Regions from separate parts of the Mus musculus genome. Here regions 1, 2, 3, 4, 6 and 7 are each linked to region 5. Evidence: chromatin contacts called from public HiChIP or PLAC-seq and promoter capture Hi-C data. All regions are on one chromosome and are shown on one strand. Each heading gives the region's core, a stretch centred on a gene start, on an enhancer-like site or on the middle of the called end of the contact. The rest is flanking DNA. Distances are from core to core; before and after follow the strand shown. Region 1 overlaps Trabd2b (TraB domain containing 2B). Region 2 holds the start of Eps15 (epidermal growth factor receptor pathway substrate 15). Region 3 overlaps Rnf11 (ring finger protein 11). Region 4 overlaps Faf1 (Fas-associated factor 1). Region 5 holds the start of Spata6 (spermatogenesis associated 6). Region 6 overlaps Gm40228 (a long non-coding RNA gene). Region 7 holds the start of Trabd2b (TraB domain containing 2B).

Region 1 (2,899 bases), core at 32-2,531, 2.9 Mb after region 5:
CCTAGACTAGCCTGGACAGACACAGCAGTCATTGCCTGTGTCTGTGGTCATCTGGCACCAGAGGGAAGAGGGCCATGGCTGATTCTTCTTGGCCTCCCACAGCCTAGCATGCATTAGATGCCTGCAAAAGTTCCAGGACACAGGCTGTTCCAAATAGGAGCCTCCCCAGAGCCTGGAGGCTGGGCACTGTCTGTGCAGCTACCCTCAAAAGTGCCTTGCTATGGACACACCTGAGCCATGGCTAGGCATAGACCCAGCTCTGCCTTTTATACCTGTGTGACATGGGCAAGTTGGACTATTGAGTAGCTGAAAGAGAAAATTAATCCAAACACGGCAGGCACATTCTGCCTGCAGGCAGTTTGTCACCCAGGGTGTTTGTGTCCACCTTTGCCACAGTGATGGCAAAGCAGAGTCAGTCTTTCATCCATCCCTGTTTCATTTTTTATTCCCGGCATCCCAGAAGCTTCCACACAGGAGCACAGAGCGAAGGCTACTAAAAGGAAAGGGGCTGTGGCTCCATCCCTGCATCACCAACTCCCGAGGATGTCCTTGTTTCCCGTGCCACACCTCAGGAAGCAGAGCACTTCTCCAACCCTGTCAGACAATTGCTAGGGAAAATGCTGTCTGGTCCCTTCTAGAGTCTGCCCTCTTACCATCCTGGGGCAGTCAGAATTCCACAGCTTGTCCCTCCTGCCCCAGTGCTCACAGTACCTTCCCCCTCCTCTTTCTCTTTATATTCAACTGCAGGACCAGTCGCTATTGGCATCTTCTCTTCCCTCTGTGACATTCCCTGGTGCTGTGCCTCCACAGCTACCCTCTCCATCCTTCCTACCTCCTCATTCCCTGATCCCTGTGCCCCTTCATCACTGTTCTGTGTGTACCTATCTCTCCCTTGGGTAGACACCACAGTGCGTCTCAGAACCTGGCATGAAGCTAGCTACTCAGACCATGTCAAGTCTGTCCCCAATGAACTGAGAAGGCTCAGCCTTTTGCTGTGTGACTGCAGAGCAGGAGAGGAAGCCCAGGTCAGCCAGGTCCCCTCCACACAGCTCTGGATAGACTAGAAGCCCTGGTGCCCCTCATTATCCACCCCTCCTGTCACACTTCCTAGGGAAAACAAACATGGCTCTGGTTTGATATCCGGCCGGAGGCCCTGGCAGTGAGATTCGCATTTGAAAGTTTCCCTTGCATTAATTTCAGACGGAACATAAATACGGACTTGGGATGCCTCTTCCAGGAGGGGAAAACTGGAAACCCGCATGCTCACTGGAGAGAAAACATGTGTGCTGGCCGAAGGCACCCGCGTTACTCTGGAGCCTGTGCGGGGGAAACATCTGGTCCTCTCCTCCTCCGCCACCCAGCCCCCACTGCAGTCTTGAAATTGCCCAGTTAATTGGCGCATTGTTCATGCTGAGCACTTGACACACTTTCTCTCCAATCTGCTGAACCTTGGAAGGTACACACATTTCTGACCATTCCCTGCCCCCAACCATGATCTTGGCATCTCTGCAGCTGCCAAGTACTTCAGAGTAGACGTGATGGAGCTTGCCATGAACTGGATCAGTTCTGGGGATGAGCCCCAAAAAGCCTTACCTCGTACCAGCATGTGACCTTGGGCAAGTCCTATTCCCCTTGCTGAGCCTCAGTTTCCTCATCTATAAAGTGGGAGCACCTTCAGTGGCTACTTGAGGATGAAATGGAACAGTGTGGTCTGGAAGCTTCTAAATGTATTAAGGTCACCACCAGGTGAAACCATACAGTGTGGGGGATGGGGAGGATGGAAGCCAGATGGTACAACTGCATTTGGGGAAGCTGAGTCACAAAGAGGGAAAGGAAACTACCCAAGGCCACAGGGTTCATGGATGGGCTGAGTATTGTGCCCAGGCTCTGCCATGCCCTACCTACCCATGCCAGAGGGTCAGGTGGGACTGGCAGACTATGCTCTCTGTCCTCCAAGCCTTGTACACTGGCACAGCCCATCATACACCCAGAAGAAAGGAACCTCTTCTCAACTCTGGAACACCCTACCACCCCTTTCCTGTTTGTATGTAGATGTCTGTAAGTGGCCCCTGGTTTGTCTTCAGGAGACAAGTCCAGCCTTGCCCCATGGTGTTGAAGCCTGAATGTTCCTGATGACCATCTAATGCTGTCCATCCTGGGACCATCTCTGCACTGCATCCTTTGCTGCCAACTCTGGTCCTCTCTCTCCTGGCTTCTTTCTTTTCCATTCTCTATGTGGGTTTCATCCAATCTCTGTCCTATCATATTCTTTCCCCCACCCCCATTCCCATCTGGCTATCTTTCCTCTTCCCTCTTCTCCCCCTGAAGTTGTTACCACATCTCTTACAGCTGGTCTCTGGCCTCTCTTCTCTGCCCTTTTCTTTTGCTTCCTAGGTCCTAAAGTTCTCTCCTCCCCACTCCCATTTTCCCCCTGTAATAGATAGTCCCTCTGCTTTTCTTCCTACTTCCCTCTTTGTGTCTCCTTAGCTCCCTGTGCCCCGCCCTCTCTTTCCTCTTCTGTTGTCCTCTCTGGACTCAGCAAATGAAATGGAACGTGTCTTCCTGCAGAGAGCTGGCCAGAGAACAGCTGGAAGCTAATGCTGGAGGGAGATGCTGAGTGGTGGCCAGGAGCCCCAGGGAGGATGGGCAAGCCAAGCAGGCTGAGCCCCAACATTGTGGGGCCCCTTTGGAAACCTTCCACCACCTTGCCTGCAGGTTCCAGCATGGGGGTGGTGCCTTGTTCAGAATTTCCAACTTTGGAGACAAGCCTAAGCACTGTCTGCCAACCCCTGGGGACAGCATATGCTGGACCCTGACTCTGGCCTGTATAGGGGCCAAGCTCCTAGGATTGGTGGGATCTTGAGGAGAGTCACCAAGGGCCAGGGCTGGGCTACAAGAA
Region 2 (2,806 bases), core at 288-2,787, 2.4 Mb before region 5:
GTCACCCTAAATAAGAACCTTTGCAGATGACAATTTCAGGTAAGCGGTTCCTTATTCTAACTAAGTGTGGCAAAATGAAAAAGAGTAAGGTGTATAATGTTGAATACAGGCAGGACAAAGGCCTTCATTTAAGCATATACTATAATGTTATGGTGTTAAAATACATATATATTAAAAAATCTCTGCCACTGGTGAGCTGAGGGGGGTGGTTAGACTTATGTAAACAGGTCATTAGGAGGTTGTTGCCCTCTTCTAGTAAAGTCAACAAAAGAGTATGAACACTAGTTTGGAGAGACAATACTCTGTCAAGAGGTGGCATTTATGACAAAAAGGAATTTGAGAGGAACCGGGCACTGGTGGCACATTCCTTTAATCTCAGCACTTGGGAGGCTGAGGCAGGCAGATTTCTGAGTTCAAGGCCAGCCTGGTCTACAGAGTGAGTTCCAGGACAGCCAGAGCTATACAGAGAAACCCTGTCTCAAAAAACCAAAACCAAAACCAACCAACCAACCAGACAAAAAAAAAAAAAAGAATTTGAGATGGGACTTTATGCACTCACTGTACCTCTGAACTCCACTGTGGCCCTACACCTGCTTTTTTTTTTTTTTTTTTTTTTTTTTTTTAAATTAAACAGTCTAGGCAGGACAGGGAGCAGGCAAGGCAAGCAGTTCCTTCTTGCTCCCAAGATTTTTACTTTAGAAGGATTTACATGCCTTCTTAATGTGATAGCAGGTAGAAAGATTTGTAATCCAGCTTTCTAGTTAGTTTTTAAACTTCGGGTAAGAGAGTTGTTTTGTTTTGTTTTGTTTTTTCTTTTCGGGGAGGCCCTTTTCTTTTTATTTCAGTCAGGGCCTTACTATGTGTCCTTGAACTCACTATGTAGAGCAGGCTGGCATGGAACTCTCAGAGATTAAAGGTATGTGCCACCATGCCTGGCTGGCTTTCACCATCCTCATTTGTATAACTTCTTTCTGTTTCAAATCCCCTATTCACACAATTTTTTAAAAAAGTATTTAGGCCTGGAGTAGTGGTACATCTCCTTAATCCCAGCACTCTGGAGGCAGAGGGAAGTGGATCTCTGTGAGTTTGAGGCCAGCCTGATCTATACAGTGAGCTTCGGGATAGCCATGGCTACACAGAGAGAGACCTTGTTTTAAACAAACAGCAAACAAACAAAAGCATTTAGTGCAGAATCACACACAATCAGAATTATTTAATGTTATTACTACTAAACCGCTCCTGTCATTACTTAGTACCATTACTTTTTTAGTTCCCACAACCCACCTGGACATGGTTCTAATTTCTCCCCGCACTTTACAGAAAACAGCAGCCCAGGAAGAAGGATGGTGGGTGACCTGCCTAAACTCAGGTCTCTGTGGCGCCGCCTCCGCTGACCGTCCACCCCAGAGCCCTATCCGCACCGGGTTTTCCAGGGAGGCCGGGGTCAGGGCCTGGTTCCGCGGCTCAGACTCCCGCTCCGGGCTTTGCGCGCCGCCACGGCCTGTGAGGCCGGCGGGGCGGGGCGGGGCGGGGCGGCGTGAGGAGGGAAGTTGTCGAAGTTCGGGGAGACGCCCGGCCGCCGGCCTCGCCTACGGCCTGTCCCTCCGCCTCCTTCCCGCCCCGGGCCCCCGTCCGTCCGTCCTTCCTTCCCCTCCCGTGCATGATGGAAACACCATGGCTGCGGCAGCCCAGCTCTCCCTGACACAGGTAACGCCGCCCGCCGGTCGGCCCGGCTCGACCCGCCGGGGTTCCCCGGCCCTCCCTCCCCCCCTCCACCGCTCTGGGGCGCTGGCGCGGCGGCTGCCCTCGGGCCGCACGGTGGGAGCGCGTGTGAGGAGTGCGGGCGCCATCCCGAGTCGGAGCGGGAGCGGCGAGCCGGGGCCGCCGCACCCCCGCCCCGGGTCGCCGGGCTCTCGGCTCCGCCCCGCGCGGCTCCCACCCGGCCGCCGCCCCCGCCGCGGGTCTCCGCGCCGCTCTCCTCCAGGTCCCGTCGGCGCTCACCTTCTCGGCAAGTTTCTCCTCCGGGCCTGACGGCCGCCAGGTGAGCTCCGGTGGGGCTCACGCTAGACAGCGGCCGCGGGCGATGCGAGGCTCGACTTCGGCGGGGCAGGGTTCCCTCAGCTTCGCTCTGCTCCGGTCCGCGGGAGCGACGACTGCCGAGTTCCCCTCAGTTCCCTCAAGTCAGCCTGGCTTCCAGAAGTCGCATCCTGTCCGGGCACTTGACCCACTCACTTCTGCTCAGATCCCCTTGCAGACTTTCCCACCCGCGAGGGCGCCGTCTCTGATCGTCGTCCGAGGGGTCATGGTGCCAGCCTTCTGCAGGTGGGGCGCCTCTTTCCTCCCTGGTGCCCGGAACCACCGGGGAGATAACTTTGTCCTGGGACGATCTCGACCAAAAGCTGTTCTCGGAGTCTGTTCTCGGAGTCTCGCCTCTTTATCATCATCATCATTATTAAAATGTTCTCTTCCTTCAGAGCCCCATCCTCGAGGGATACATCTAAACATCACTCACTTAGGAGAACCTGAGTTCTCCGTTTCTGTAAAACCAAGCGTAGTCATCTCAAGACACCCAGGAGGGATGAGGTACCAAACACCTGCCAGTCCCTTTCATCTTCACTGCCCAGAAGTTTGCCTTCTCCATAGCTGGGGGCTGTGTACTCCCTGGTATAAGCCCACCTCAGCCTATCAGCCTGCCCTGTGATAGCTCCCTGCCATCTTGTCTCCTTGGCCTAGATTTGCCTGTACTTATAAGGTAGGGCATGTGTTTGGGTAATAGATTATTTCTATGTTATGATAAAGAGGTTTT
Region 3 (2,816 bases), core at 16-2,515, 2.3 Mb before region 5:
CTTTTCCCTCTATTCTACCAAATATTTTTGCTCTTTACTTGTATTTCTGTATTTAGTGTGTTTGAAGTCTAAGAACAATGTGGTTGGTACTTTCTTTCCACTATGTAGGTCTGGGGGATTGAACTCAGGTCCTCTCATCTGGCATACCAATTACTTGCAGAGCCATCTTATGCTCCCAGCTCCCCCCCCACACTTTTTTTTTTTTTTTTTTTTTTACAGCAGAGACTTGACATGTAAGCCCATGTTGTCATTTTGCTTTAGCTTCCCAAGCACTGGATTAAAAACTGTCTTATCAAACCATCATTTACCATTGATAGGAAACAGATTTGTTATACAAATCCAAATTGAGGTAATATGGAACTCATAACCTGAGAAGCAAATATATTTCAAAACAATATTTTCCTTAATAATTTGTTTAGTTTCCCATCTGCTTGGGTGGAAGGGTACTGAAAAGTATTTGCCCTAAGGAAATAATTTTAAACTAAAATCTTCCTTGAGAAAAACACAACATTATAGAAAACACAATATACAATGAACAGAAAACAATATGATAGATAATGAGTTAGATATTCACCCCTCAGTTTTGGCCCACTAATAAAGTTCTAAAATATTCTGATTTTTACTATATAACATGTATTCTGCTGGAAATCAAACCCATAGTTGTATACATGCTAGGCCAAACTATATTCCTAGTTCCTTGTTATATATTTAAAAAAGCATCTATATAAAATGGCAAATGTTGTCAATTATACTTTGGGCCCTAATCTTAACATAAGCCAGGAAAGAAACAAATGAAAATGTAAAATGTGCCTTTAATCCTAGCATTTGGGAAGCAGAGGCCAGTCTGGTCTACAGTGAATTCCAGGGCAGCCAAGCCTACATACAGCCTTGTCTCAACTCCTGCCCCACGCACATCCCAAAAGTAAATGTGTCTTCATTACGCTGGATTCAATACCAGCATGGTAAAATACACCTGTAACACCAGCAATTCAGGTGAAGGCAGGAGAATCACAGGTTCAAAATCATCCTTGGCTACACAGCAAGCCTAAGGACAATTGAGTACAAGGAGACCCTGCTCTTTAAAGCTGTTTATTCAAGTTAGGGAATATGATACAATTTCCGAAACTAAAACAATGCAGTGTGGGACATGCCTAAATAATATCCAAGGCTGGAAATAGTACAAGTCTGGCTTGTGGTGAAGGAAAAATAAAGTCACTACTAAAGAATGCAGCCTGTCACCAACAGCTGTATATTTTCAGCCAGTAGGAAATAAGAGCTCACTCTTTACAGCCTTAACATGCGGCTGTTGGCCACACCCCCTCTCCAGTGGCAGTGTCTTACTGGGAATATTTTCTCTAAATTTTGCCAGACTTACAGTTAAGGCCATAAAAAGGAAGATTTGAACTAGCTGGTTTCAGTGTATGTTTTAGTTTAGATGATTCATTAATTTTAACCATAAAAGAGTGAGGGGAGAACCCCAACAAAACAAGACTGCATTTATATGTAGTCTCCAAATGACACATGGAGAACTAAATAAAAGCCTTACATGCCATCTATAATACCGAGACATACTACTTTATATTTAGATGGTATAACCCAGAGTGGCCTGCATGTCTGAAAAAGAGCACCCCACCTAGGGAGATAGACTGGTATTTTTTTTTTTTAAGGTTTGTTTTGTAGCTAAGGAATTCCTGATCCTTCTGCTCCTACATCTTGAGTTGCTGAGATTAGTCATGTGCTACCACATTCTGTAAGAATATAATTAGGGTCCAACACATCCTCACACCCAAGCTTCATTTAGGTTAAGCAAACAAGAACTCTAAACTGAACCATATCCTCAGCCTGCATTTTATTAATTCAGAGACCTAGAGAAATGGCTCATCAATTAAGATTCTGAGTACCCGCAGAGGATAGTTCCCAGTATCCATTTTTTTTTTGGGGGGTGGGGTGGGGGGGTGGGAGGAGACGGTCACAACTGCCTGCAACACTGGGAAATATGATGTTGACATCTGTAGGTCTCTGCACTCTTGTGAAATACCCCCACACAGACATATTTTTGTTTTTAAATTGTAGCCAGGTGTGGAGGTGTATACCTTTAATCCCAGCACTTGGGAGGCAGAGGCAGACAAATCTCTGAGTTTATGACCAGCCTGATCTATATAGTGTGTTCTAGAACAGAGGTACACAGTGAGATCCTATCTAGAATTAATTTTTCAGAGCTAGAGAGATGGTCCAACAGGTAAAGGAACTTGTCACTAAGCCTGTTAAACGCAGTGTGACTCTCCAGGAAACACATGGTAAAGGAGAGAGCTTACTTTAGAATGTTGTCTGTCCTCCCATCTTTACACAGAGGCCATAGGACACCTACTCCCAACCCTATCCCCAGTTCCCCCTCCACAAAAAATAAGGCAAATGCACTTCGGCATCTCCCCCCCTCCAAGCACACAAACACTATTTTGAAGGTTTCCATATTAATAGAACTATATAATCAGTCAATTTTACAGAATTTTGACCCCTTTAAAAGAAATCCTGTATTCATTACCTATATTTATAGATTTGCCTATTTTGAGCATTTTCTGTAGACAGAATTGTACTATTATATGATCTTTTGCCTGGCATAGTGGCTCATGCCTTCCATTCTAGCAGCCAGAAGCCCGAGGAAGCAGATTAATGAGTTCAAGGCAAGCCTGGGCATAGTGAATTCTAGGCTAACTTGGGCTACAGTCTGAGATACTGTCTCAAGGGAGTGGCGGGGGGGGGGGGGGCAAAAAACAACTGTTTTGTGGCAGACCTTTCACTCAGAATGCTTTCAAAGT
Region 4 (2,747 bases), core at 89-2,588, 2.0 Mb before region 5:
GCCCTGGCTGCTGCTGCTGCTGTGGCTCTTCTTCCTCCTCCTCATCTTCCTCTTCCTCCTCTTCTTCCTCTTCCTCCTCCTTTTTTTTTAATGAGTTCTTGATTATGGTATATAATTGCAATAGAAACCCTAAGAAATTTATTCCTGAGAAAATTCTTTCTTGTCTGTGGAACCCTCACTGACTTTCCCTGAAGGAGATTCCAGACTAGATAATACTGATGTCCCTCTGCATCCATCAGTAGTTAGCTCTAGTGGTTAGACCTATAACCATATTTAAGTCTAAGCAGGCTCCTAGAGGGGAGATAGAAAGTGTAGTGCAGTTCAGGAGGAGGTTGTAGTATACAACAGAATGTAGTCAAAATACTGTTTAATGACTTTGCTAATTGATTCAAGCAGAAGCCTGGGGAGTGTGTGTGGAAATGGATTTTAAGAGTCTGGGATAATGGTGGAAGGAACATAAAATTGGATCAGGCTGAGTTCATTATATGGGCTCACTGTGTGGATATTCGAGGTTTAATATGGAACTTGGCACAGTCAAAAAAGAAGTGTTAAAAGTTTGATTGGTTGGCTGAAGCATTTGCCATACAATGGTCTACTGAGAAGAAGCTGGAGATGTCTAGTATCCCATGGCTTAGTGTTGATGACTGGATTTTAAGGTTCACGGAAATTGCAATGCTAGAGTAGCTAAGCTATATTGTATAATACTTAATCTCCCCACATGGAAGGCACAGAAGCCGCGCCAATCAGTGATACTATGAGATACAAAATGGTAAAAGGGACACCAGCACATCTGAAGAGCTTTGTAGTCACTCTTCTTCTTGTTCCAGGTTTTAGGTTTGGAGATGATGCTGCTCAGTTGCATGAATTAAATGTGATGGGTTTAGTTGGGATATACAGTGTTAGGGGCCAGGGCCAACACTGACTAGTCAAAGATGAGTGTAGTTGTGTTAATAGGCAGCACAGGCAAAGCCATGTCTATAATGGTCTGTGTAACTTTAATATTTTCAAAACCTTTTTAATGATGGTTCTTAAATGCTTTAACCTCCTGTATAGCCCTTCACCCACCAGAGGTAGTGGAAAAGAAAGGATACAGGGGAATTGGACCTGTTAGAAAGGGTCTTTGGTCTGTGTTGTCTGGAAATCAGTAGTTCAGTTTATAGGTTAGCAGTGGCAGCTCAACCTACTAGAAAACACTTCACGTATGTACCAGCAGTTTGGTTTGGTAGAGTTAGGATAGCAAACATAATTCAGGAGCAGTGGTACTACCTAGCAGAGACAGCCAGGCCTTAGCCTTGGCATGAGTCAGCAGGAGGGACCAGGAAGGAATGCCAGGAAAAGTTCTTGTCTGTGCCTTTCAGCGAAGCTCAGATCAGTGAAGACTTGAGACAAACAAGCTTTGCACAGTCAGCTCTAGAAGCAAGCCTTGCTCAGCCTCCATCACTGTGTTTCGAGTCCTTTTATACTCTCTCTAAACATCATGTGTCCTCCATGGGCCTTGCCTCAGCAAGTGTCTTGACTCAGCACAGTGTGTCTGTCTTACCTGACATCACTTTGCCAGTCAGCCTGTGTCTGCAGAAGCAAAAAGAAACTGCAAAAACCAGAAGTGTTTTGGTGAGTTTCTCTATATGGAGTCCAGATAAACGCAGCTCAATTATATGGTGTAAGGTGAGCCAATACATGCGTGTCCTTAGCAAAGAATCCTTCACATGTTTGCCTTAGCAGAACATGCTTTCACTTTATGTCTGCTTCAGGAAATGCTCCTTCATATGTTTGCCTTAGCAAAACACAATGGAACACAACTGACTTTCCAAAGAACCCTTAAGTTCCCACTTCAGGTCTGGCTTGTAATGGGCAGTCCAGGCAAAGTGATTTTTGGGGTGGCATGCTTTGTATGGATCTTTGGTACTGGCTAGTCAGTCATGGTGTTTCTAGGAATGAGATAGATAAGAAACCTATGCTTATGTTTGAATTGTATGGGAAGAAAATTTCTGGTACACATGAAAGGTTACATTGGATTGTGGTGATTGAGAACTTTGGTTTGTGAACCATTTTCCAGACTTTAGCCAGTAGATCCAGCATCCCTTGAATGAAATAAGGCAAGATCACCCTAAGAATGTACCTTGCTAAAAGGGTTTCATTAGCACTTCTGTCTTGACCTAAGAGGTACCTACAGCTTTTTACAAGGGCATCTGTATACTGGGAAAGAGAAAATACTGAGACTTTCTGGGGTCTGTTGTACTGGTTTTGAATTGATATGGGTTCCTGGAGACTCCAAAAAGTATTTGTAGTCCTCCAGTTAAAGTAGGGGCTTTGGGATGTCAGGGGGAATTAGTGGTTTGTTTTTAGTTGGACTTACAGAAGATCCAGTGTGTCCCCAAATCATCCTATGTTTATTTCCCCAGTTCCAGAATGTATAATTGGAGTAGATATACTTAGACATTGGCAGAATTCACATATTGGTTCCCTGACTCATGGAATGAGGGCTTTTATGGTTGGAAAGGCCCAATGGAAGTCACCACACAGGGACCCTCTCCCCTTGATCACCAACTAAGAAAATGCCCCACAGCTGAATCTCATGCAGGTACTTCCTCACCTGAAGCTCCTTTCTCTGTGATAGAGACATTAAGCAGTATTTGAAGATGTATTGCTGGCACTTAGGGTATAGAGGCCAAAGATACTGATAAATATCTGTAAAGCATGGGATAGCACCTTACCCCACAATGAATTATCAGGTCTTAAAAGTTGAT
Region 5 (2,856 bases), core at 40-2,539:
AAGGTTTAAAAATTATTTATCTCTGTGTTTCCATGTATACATACACATAAGTCTATCAGGATACCAGAAGTCACACCAAATCCCCTGTAGCTGGAGTTACAGGTAGCTGTAAGCTGCCCAACGTGGGTACTGGAAATTGAACTCTAGTCCTCTGGAACAGCGTGCTTTCAATTGCTGAACTACCTCTCAGTTGCTAACATATTTCAGAACCTTCATAACAGTATTGTTAATGAAAGCTAAAATATGAACGATACAAGTGCTCATCAAAAGTACATAGGATAAAGAATGTACACATAAGTCGTTGTATATTTCTGTATCATAAGGAGATAAACAAATCACAGAATATATAAGTATTAAATCTATTTAACATAAAAAAGACAAATTGAGCAGAATGTAGTTTGGAAATGCATAGAAGACTTACAGTAATGGAGGTCATTGCAGGGTTTACTATCAGGGAAAAGTTGGTAAGGCAATGCTCAAGGCATTTTCTTTTTCTTTTTCTTTTCTTTTCTTTTTTTTTTTTTTTTTTTTTTTTTTGGCTCAGTAACATCCTGTTTCTCAACTGGGTGATAAAATCACAGGTACTTTCCTCTCCATTGTTAGAATGTGCTCTAAAGTTAATGTATTAAAATTAACTTTAACATGGACTTTAACTCGACAGTTTGTTAGGTTCTTTTTATCTTTGAAGGTCTATGGCTAGGCTCCTCTATTCTGTGAGTCTGTTATTGAGAGTTCAGCCTGGGCAACAGGCATTGAGATTTGCGTAGTGGTGAACTAGACAGGAAATCCTGAAAGGAAATAGGGGCACACTGACAGAGAATCACAAAACAAGTGACTAATAAGAGGACCATAATAGTGATTCCAGAAGGCGTCTGGGATTTTACTTGAGAGATCCTGGGTTCCAGCCCTGTTTTGCCTTTGTCTTGGGCGATATTTTCCTATTTCTTATATTGGTTTTGTAAATTGTATCATAAAATACAAACTCAAGGAAGATTACTAATTATAGGATAGTTAGGAAAACTGAAACTACAGGTGTCAGCCTGTAGTTTCAGTTTTCCTAACTGAATTTGCTCATGAAACCCAGGGTTCTCAGTTCTGGGTTGAGGCCCACAGCACAGCTAGCTGTTCCCTTTCCTATGATTTGCACTCATAACTTTACGTCACAGAAGAGCCGCTCAGCCCCACCCACTGAAGCCCCTCCCACCACAATCCGGGCCCCGCCCACTGCCTCTTGCTCCGTAGTGTCCGGCCTTGGCGTGGCTCTTCCGGCCCCGCCCCTCCAGGCTGCCATGACAACGAGTCCGCGCCCCGCGCTCAGCTGCTGTTCGGGCGGGACCCAGGCTGGACCGCGGGCCCCGGCCTGGGGGCCACAGCTGCCACCTCCGCCGCCACCTCATCTCCTCCCTGTCCCTCGTCCCGCCCCGCGTCTTCCCGCCGTAGTCGGGCCGGAGGCCGGGGTCCCTCCCCGCCGCCCTACCCTGCGCGGATGCCGAAGGTGAAGGCGCTGCAATGCGCCCTGGCGCTGGAGATCCGCTCTGTGAGTACCGGCCCTGTCCCGCCTCAGCCTCCAAGTCCGCTGCCCGCCCCCGGCCCTGGGGGACTCCTGGAAATCTCCAGTGCTTTCCCACTCCAGCCTCTCGGGGGCCTCACCCCAACTTCCAGTTGGAGTGCTTTTGGATCTCTTCCTCACCACTTCGGAGTTCCGCTCCTGGGGCAGTAGTTCCTTTGAATTCTGCTTTACTCTTTTGGTGAGGAACTCCTGAACCCTTGCTCCAGTCTGGGGTGTGTAGCATTTCCGCTTTCAGATCCTTCCCCTAGCTTCCAGTTAAAGTAGGAACGCCTTTTCAGTCATGGTGGAGTCCCTAACTCCAAAAACAACTTACTTGTGACGTCATTGCACCAAGTTTTCTTAGTTTCTCCTCTCAGAATAAACCCAACTCCTCAGAAGCCACTTCAGCTCTTCCCTCCAGTACCCAAACACTCCAGACTTTGCATCCTTCCAATCCTCCCAAGAAAGACCTGGTCAGCTTTTCGGACAACTACTGCTTGGAGCTTGTAACTCCACTCATCTACTCTCAATTCAGGGGACTCTGTCCAGCCTCCTTCAGTAAATCTAGTTGAGGTGGGGAGCCCCTCCTGCCATCCAGTGAGGGGCTGAGGTCTTTCCGGGTGTTGAGAAGCCCCAACTCCCTTTGATAACTGCAGTCTCCTTCAGAGATTTTTGAAGTCCTTCAGTGTCATTCCCAAGAGACCCCCTTTCTCCCCTTAGAGGAGAGGCATTCTAGGAGAACCTCTTCAATTTCTTATTCTGCTGCTTTTCACGCCTTTATCCTTGAAATGCCCTCATTAAGACTCAGCCTACTTGTTGGTATCACTGCATAAGTAGGGATAACAGTACATATTCCCTGTCATTTTCTGGGCCTGCCCCAAGGGGCTCTCTGGCATTACCACCCCCACCCCTGTTGGCCTCCAAACTAAGCTTTTCTCTGCACTTACCCCACGCTTGCTGCACTCACTTCTTTCTGGCCTTCATTTCCTCTCCTTGTGGCTGCAGCAGCCCTGAACTTAAACCAGCATAGAAGTCACAAAATTCTTTCAAGTCTTTTGTTCAGTCTTAAGGAGAAGCTTGGGTGGGGGCAGGGAGCTGCAGGGGCGGAGAGCTAGCAAGTTTCTGGGACTTATGTTTAAGAGGCAGGAATTTTTATTCAGAAACTATACTGTCCCTAGTCCTTAGTGCTTGCATCACAAGTTGACTTTCTGGGAATGCTTTTTTGCAAAGTAAGATTAGTTTACCAAAATAATGCATAATGATTTCTAAATATGCCAAACTCAGAGCAGTGAGTAAAAAATGAACTC
Region 6 (2,995 bases), core at 331-2,830, 2.6 Mb after region 5:
AATATTAGGAAATAAGTAGACCGGTGAGAAGGAAGTACAATTGTGGGTAATTGGGGAATAAATCATCCTATGGAAGAACTTTATGTACATGTATCAAAATGTCACAATGAAGACCACTATATTGTATAACTAATATACACTATTTTTTGAGTAATGCCTGAGTGACAAATCCTTGCTGGAGATTAAAGGGCCCCAATCCTGTAGTCAATAATTGTTTTATATTAAAAAGTCATATCTTACCTCATAAGTTCATTCCCCACCTCCTCCAGGGATAGAACAACTGTATTCTCTACTGAGCAACCATGTGGGGCTGGAGTCAAGACAAATAAGACACATGGCCCAAATATCCCCATTGTAAGATAAGAGCCAACTGATGAGTACAGGTTCTCTCAGTTCCAACCATCTAGAATTCTGTGTCCTTAAACCTACCAGGGACCTGTGCTTTTTCTTCTAGGTCAGTCTAATACAGGTTCTAAAGCATTCCCACTACATAGTCAGACCTCTAAAGGATCTTGAAACTACAATGCTTGAGACATAGAATTAAGAGTCTCTCCACCAGAAAATAAGACCTAGAATTTTATTAATATCCCCCCAACATTGCCAGGTTCACTTGCACTACCACTCTAGCCCTGGCACTTTTTCTAGACATTGCCTGGCCTCCCCTCCATTTTCATTCCTTTCCACTATCAATTGAAGTCCTACTATAAACCAGGCAAGACATCCAGAGCCTGACTTCCAGAACTACCATGTATATTCCTAAATGTCCCAATGCCATCTCCTCAGAAGCCTTGGGTAATTCACATGAATAGATATGGCTTATTGCACCCACTCTCTCATGAACTTACAACTCCAAAACTGGTCACTGTAATAATCTAAGACCATACTGGCTCCAGTACTATCTCTCCCTTCCACACTGGCTTATCTGCCAAAACCCCAGCATGCCTTTGGTCAAGCTTACCCAATTTACCACTTGAGCTGAATTCTGACTTTTTGGTCCCAGAAACTCTAACCTCACCCCACCCTAGTGCCTGAAATTCATTCTTGACCCCACTTGAAAGATCTTTAGGACTGAGTAAAAAGCCATCTTCTGCCTCCAAGTGCACAGACATCAAGACCCACGGATACTTCTTTCCTGACCACAATGTGCCATCATCAGAATCCAGTAAGAGCTTGGCTCACTGCCCTTATCAAGGTCTCCCCAGAGTCCGTTCCAAAAGACACAGTCGTCAGAAAACACACCCAAGAAAGTGGTCAGGAAGCAACCAATCTGAATTATTTACTGTCTCATGGAAGCCAGCCAGCAGATTCTGGCCATGCAGACACTGAGAAAATATTTATGTGGGTCCTGATGGCTGCTTGGCCAGGAAGACTGCCCGCTGTCATCCTTTCTTCCTGCTGATAAGGCAAAATTACATGTCAGACAGCTCCTAAGAAACCCATGCAGAAACCTCTGGCATCTGATCAGAATGGGGCATGTTTCTACAGCATTTGGTTCCAAAGCCTGTCTTTGCTACTGACTGGGGCTTCCCTCCAGTGTCTGAGGTCCTGGGTCTGTGCCATCATGGCATATACCAGACAACCTCAAGGACTTTGTGATACTATAAGATGGTGACTCAGACAGAATCAAATGTATTCTCCAGATCTGCCACCATGGTGCCATTGGTTCATCACAGAACTATTTTTCTTGGCATTCTGGAAACGTTCCTGGAATTCCAGCATCCTAGGATTTTTCTTTCCACTTATCCAGTTTCTGTGACCAGATGGGAGAACTCCATTGGGAGAGAAAGATCTTAGCTTAAAATAAAAAAGGTTAAAATAGAAGGGGTGAGTTCAAGCAGTGTTAACCGTGTATCCCATAATAAAGCTTGGTATGGAGCCACAGTGAAGTGTCCTGTGTCCTCAAAGCCACCCTGAAGCCCACCCTATCCTTTGAGAAGTCAGACCAGGCAGCTCCAGGTAGCTTACAAGGCTCCTTTTATTTCTGAGCTGCTTCCTCTGTTTCCTACCAGTCTCTGGCTACCACTTTCCTCAGCCATAGAGTTCTGTCCTTGTCCATAATCATTTTATGCCCTTTCTTGAAGGAGTTCTATGCTCCACAAATCCCCATTCCCTGTGAACAACCTTGCCTCACAGATTCCTTCAAAGGCTGAATCACCTGAAGTTCTACCAATGGTGGCTTACAGACACAGGAAAAGATTCAAAAACCTGAGTTCTTACAAATACTACTGACACCTTCTCAGAGATGCTTCATGCCATCTAGCTCTGCCTGCATTGGTTTTTCTGAGCAGGAAGCATTCCCAACCTTCTACCCCCTCAGACCTATAGTCCTCTGGAAAACTTTCATTTGAAGGTGTGATTTGGTAGCCATTAACAAGTGAAAAATCTAGTAATGTTCTATACTGGATACGTGCATTAAATTAGTGTTTCTTCAAGAAATTAAGAACAAACCTAACCAGTATGTATTCTCAACATATCATATCTGAAGAACTATTCTATACACATTCCTTTGATCCACTCAATGGATGAACAGCTAACATCTATTCTATGCTAAATGTTGTGCAAAAAATCAGTAAGACAGTACGTAAAGGAGACAAACTCCACCTCTCCCAGTTACCTAAGGTCCTCAAATCATAGCTCAGATCATGGCCTGTCAGGCTCCTACCCTCTTTGACCCTGTACCTTTCTCATGCTTTCTCCTAGTTTTAATTCATAGAACTGTGATGTGTCATTGAAGGATATCAGAGGCCAAAGAACCCTTAAAAGTAGACAAGGTATAAACTTTTAAAAACAATTGAGTTTTATACTATAGGCTCCTACCTGGGGTATCATGCTTTGTGGTATAAACCCATATAGCCCAAGATCACTTCCTGAAACTTTCTGATTCAGAAATCTGTTCTATTTCAGCCTAAGATACAGAGAACCAGAGGCAGGCAGAACTGGTCCCAAACAGGAAGAATAGTTCTGAGCCACAAGACAAGGCATTCTACTAGCTAAT
Region 7 (2,830 bases), core at 33-2,532, 2.7 Mb after region 5:
GTGTGTACACCCAGAGAAACAGACAGGAGAATGACTGACTGAATGGAGCTTCCAAGGAATTCTAATTGTTTTATGTTCTTTAGACATGTTTTAATTTAATGTAGTGGGTCTTTGCAGAGTGCCTAGGAACACATGTGGTGGTGTTAGGCACAGCAGCATGACAAAACGTTGTAAGCAAATACCACGTTTTCTGGATCTCCAGTGACCATCTCATTCTCCGATATACCTCGAAGTGCCTACACAAATCCTGTCCTGTTAACTGCTTACTCTCGCCAGGCCTCGCAGATGTGCTCTGAGAAACTGGCCCATGTTCCCAAATTTGTCTCAGCCTGACCATTGGACTTCCACCTTAACCCAAGGTCCACTGAGCCAGACGCCCTCTGGCGGTAGCGCTCAGGAGCTACATCCCGGCGCAGAGCTGGAGAGAGGAGAGGAAAGGAGAGGGAGGAGGGAGGAGGCGCAGGCAGGGGAGGAGAGGAAAAAGTTGCGCTGGGAAGTTTGGAAAGTTGGGAAGTGGCTGCTGCGGGCTTCGCCTCCCTCCGCGCGCGTGCGAGGGAACGAGCGAGAGAGCGAGCGCGGAGCCAGCGAGCGCCTGCCATGCCCGGCAGACCCCGCCTCGCCGCGCCCGGGCGCCGAGCTCGCTCCGACTCCCTGCGGCCCGGCCCGGCCCGGCCCGCCGCGGCCCCGGCCCCCCGCCTCCCGCGCCGGGTCCTCCCCTCCCCCGCCCGGCGGCCCCAGCCCCCCGCCCGGCCCGGCTCCGCGCCGCTCTCCCGCCCTCCTCTCTCCCTCCCTCCCGGCCGCGGAGCAGCATGGCGGAGCCCGGGCAGCGGCCGCGCGGCCGCCCGCCGCCCCTCTGAGCCGGGCTCGGGGGCAGCCCGGCACCTCAGAGCAGACCCCCGCCCCGCCGCGCCCTCTGCCGCACTTGTCCCACTGCGCGCCCCCTGGAGCGCCGCGCACCCCTGGGACCCTTGCGCGCCCCGGGTGCCCAGCATAACCCGAGTTCCCCCGCTCACCCTGGAATCTCAGGACTGCCCCAGGAGCCCCGCGTACCCCTGGACCCTGACGCGGCTCCGGGACCCCCACGCGCTCTAGGACCCCTGCGCGCTCTCAGAATTCCGGGGCTCGGCCAACCCGGCTGCGCGCCCTGGTGAGGGGCCCCGCCCCAGAGGATCCCCCTCTTCCAACAGACCGGAGCCCCGCCCCAGAGAGACCCCCAGGTCCGACAGGGACATCCAGCCACGCCCCAGCGGGCTCCCAGCATCTCGCGCCTGGAGCCCTGTGCTCCAGAAGATCCTCGGTGCCCAGCTGGGGGCTCCCCGCCCTGCTGAGGGGGCGCTGCCCAAGAGGGACCCCCGCGTCCCGCGGGCCCCGGCAGGATGCACGCCGCCCTGGCGGGGCCGCTGCTAGCCGCCCTCCTTGCCACCGCCCGCGCCCGTCCGCAACCCCCCGACGGAGGACAGTGCCGGCCGCCTGGATCGGTGAGCGAGCACCAGCCCTGCCACTCTCCCGCCTGCCTGGACACTCCAGCCTGAGGGGCCAGGGTTTGGGACCAGCCTTCTCCATTCAGCCCACTCGCTCCACCTCCGCCCTCTGGGCACAGCCTGGGCTCCCTTCCCTAGCATCTGTCCTCCCGGACTCCAAGTCTGAGCCCAGCCCAGATGGTTCCTTCTCCACTCGCGGACAGTTTCCCCTAGACTTTTGGTCTTGGTTGGATGGATCCCCTCTCTGTGTCCGCTTCTAACTCTCCTGTCTTTTATCCTACCTTTACCCTTTGGTTGCCTTCTTCTGACTTCATCTTCCCAACACCTAGTACCCTTTTCTACACCCTGACTTCCAACCCTTTTGCTGTTTCATTCACACAGTGCCCCAGGCCAGGCATCCCTCCCTCTCCTTGACCCTTTTTCTGACCTAAGGCTGGATCCTCCAACCCTGGTGCTCATTCTCACTCCTCTCCCTCTGTACCCCAGACCCTACCCAGTACCGATTGTCCCAAATGCCCCTGTTTCCTGAAAAGGGTAAGATATCATAGGAGAGAAACGGAAATGACAGGATGAACTTGCTTGTCTAATATTTTCCTAAGGGCACCAAGTAATTATTGCTTCTCCCAACTTTCCTCTCCAAACCCGGCATCTCTTGATATTTTTTCCTGCAATGCCCTTATCTTCAAATATAGATTAATGCGTTGGCAATCATCCTGAACTAGATGCCAGGAGACGAGAATACTGTTGCAGGATCTTCCTGTGCTACCCTATTAGCAGGGCATAGGTTGGCCTTGGGCAAGGTGCACAGCTAGCAGTCTGCCTTGTGCAAGAAACCAGCTGGATAGCTGGTAGGCACTGTCTATTGTGCATTCACATTTGTAAGGTTTGTTGGTAAACTATGGTTCTGTGTCCACCACCCACAATAAATACTTTTCATTTGTGCCAGAATCAGGGAGGAATATGTTATGAGTTGACCTAAAGTTTGTTAAGTGGTCAGTGGTCACTCCAGGGACTTTTCTAGATGGAAACTGACTTTGCTTGGGAGATAGTCCCCTACTCCTGTTTCTTTCCAAATCCTAATTGATACTGGAAAAAACAACCATAGTGTGTGCCTAGGTCACAGACAAAGACAGACTTGGAAATGGAGAGCTAGGCTCACCTTTTTGGTGGGGGGAGTTTAGAAAGCACCCAGAATATGTATGCTTCCTGGGGTTAATTCTATGAAATCCTCTCCTCCCACACCAGCAACTGAGACTTGCTTTGGCTTTGCAAGATTTTAAAACCCTTTCTCACCTATGGTCTCAGTGAGTGGAGCAAAGTAGCTAACACCCGTGACCTGCCCTCCAAGA

Evidence for each region. Promoter capture Hi-C pulls out the DNA fragments that hold promoters and counts their contacts. HiChIP or PLAC-seq counts read pairs in DNA pulled down with a chosen protein or histone mark.
Region 1: a promoter capture Hi-C map of cranial neural crest shows a contact between it and region 5. The contact joins the enhancer-like site here to the promoter of Spata6 in region 5. A contact is called at or near these places in 3 of 39 promoter capture datasets (the C10 cell line, cranial neural crest and liver) and 3 of 115 datasets of contacts at active chromatin or transcription factors (large pre-B cells, pro-B cells and stem cell-derived neural progenitor cells).
Region 2: a promoter capture Hi-C map of pre-B cells shows a contact between it and region 5, with 4 times the contacts expected there. The contact joins the promoter of Eps15 here to the promoter of Spata6 in region 5.
Region 3: a contact with region 5 is called in a promoter capture Hi-C map of second pharyngeal arch cranial neural crest. The contact joins the enhancer-like site here to the promoter of Spata6 in region 5. A contact is called at or near these places in 5 of 39 promoter capture datasets (the C10 cell line, cranial neural crest, frontonasal cranial neural crest and 2 more).
Region 4: an H3K27ac HiChIP or PLAC-seq map of large pre-B cells shows a contact between it and region 5, with 6 times the contacts expected there. The contact joins the enhancer-like site here to the promoter of Spata6 in region 5. A contact is called at or near these places in 5 of 39 promoter capture datasets (the C10 cell line, cranial neural crest, frontonasal cranial neural crest and 2 more), 2 of 115 datasets of contacts at active chromatin or transcription factors (astrocytes and large pre-B cells) and 2 of 9 other capture datasets (adipose tissue and liver).
Region 6: a contact with region 5 is called in a promoter capture Hi-C map of the 3T3-L1 cell line, with 5 times the contacts expected there. The contact joins the enhancer-like site here to the promoter of Spata6 in region 5. A contact is called at or near these places in 5 of 39 promoter capture datasets (the 3T3-L1 cell line, cranial neural crest, hippocampal neurons and 1 more) and 1 of 115 datasets of contacts at active chromatin or transcription factors (the NIH/3T3 cell line).
Region 7: a contact with region 5 is called in an H3K27ac HiChIP or PLAC-seq map of large pre-B cells, with 11 times the contacts expected there. The contact joins the promoter of Trabd2b here to the promoter of Spata6 in region 5. A contact is called at or near these places in 6 of 39 promoter capture datasets (the 3T3-L1 cell line, cranial neural crest, liver and 3 more), 2 of 115 datasets of contacts at active chromatin or transcription factors (large pre-B cells and pro-B cells) and 1 of 9 other capture datasets (embryonic stem cells).

The regions. Positions count from the first base shown.
Region 1 is chr4:114,592,705-114,595,603 of GRCm38.p6, forward strand. The region is part of intron 4 of Trabd2b (TraB domain containing 2B); the gene reads left to right. The region is part of intron 1 of Gm33655 (a long non-coding RNA gene); the gene reads right to left. Among named protein-coding and RNA genes, the nearest start is that of Gm12829, 86 kb to the right of the region's middle. Within about 2 kb of position 1,282, at least 17 of the 459 cell types and tissues checked have an H3K27ac peak or open chromatin away from gene starts, as enhancers often do.
Region 2 is chr4:109,278,738-109,281,543 of GRCm38.p6, forward strand. Eps15 (epidermal growth factor receptor pathway substrate 15) reads left to right here and starts at 1,538. Exons shown (of 25, transcript NM_007943.3): 1 at 1,538-1,707. The coding sequence starts at 1,675. Gm40225 (a long non-coding RNA gene) reads right to left here and starts at 1,586. Exons shown (of 3, transcript XR_868003.2): 1 at 1,285-1,586.
Region 3 is chr4:109,459,381-109,462,196 of GRCm38.p6, forward strand. The region is part of intron 1 of Rnf11 (ring finger protein 11); the gene reads right to left. Among named protein-coding and RNA genes, the nearest start is that of Rnf11, 16 kb to the right of the region's middle. Within about 2 kb of position 1,266, at least 98 of the 459 cell types and tissues checked have an H3K27ac peak or open chromatin away from gene starts, as enhancers often do.
Region 4 is chr4:109,686,818-109,689,564 of GRCm38.p6, forward strand. All of the region lies in intron 1 of Faf1 (Fas-associated factor 1), which reads left to right. Among named protein-coding and RNA genes, the nearest start is that of Faf1, 12 kb to the left of the region's middle. Within about 2 kb of position 1,339, at least 12 of the 459 cell types and tissues checked have an H3K27ac peak or open chromatin away from gene starts, as enhancers often do.
Region 5 is chr4:111,718,721-111,721,576 of GRCm38.p6, forward strand. Spata6 (spermatogenesis associated 6) reads left to right here and starts at 1,290. Exons shown (of 13, transcript NM_026470.3): 1 at 1,290-1,537. The coding sequence starts at 1,487. Gm33192 (a long non-coding RNA gene) reads right to left here and starts at 2,629. Exons shown (of 2, transcript XR_376552.3): 1 at 2,497-2,629.
Region 6 is chr4:114,335,276-114,338,270 of GRCm38.p6, forward strand. All of the region lies in intron 1 of Gm40228 (a long non-coding RNA gene), which reads right to left. Among named protein-coding and RNA genes, the nearest start is that of Gm40228, 9.8 kb to the right of the region's middle. Within about 2 kb of position 1,581, at least 23 of the 459 cell types and tissues checked have an H3K27ac peak or open chromatin away from gene starts, as enhancers often do.
Region 7 is chr4:114,405,442-114,408,271 of GRCm38.p6, forward strand. Trabd2b (TraB domain containing 2B) reads left to right here and starts at 1,283. Exons shown (of 7, transcript NM_001085549.1): 1 at 1,283-1,478. The coding sequence starts at 1,377.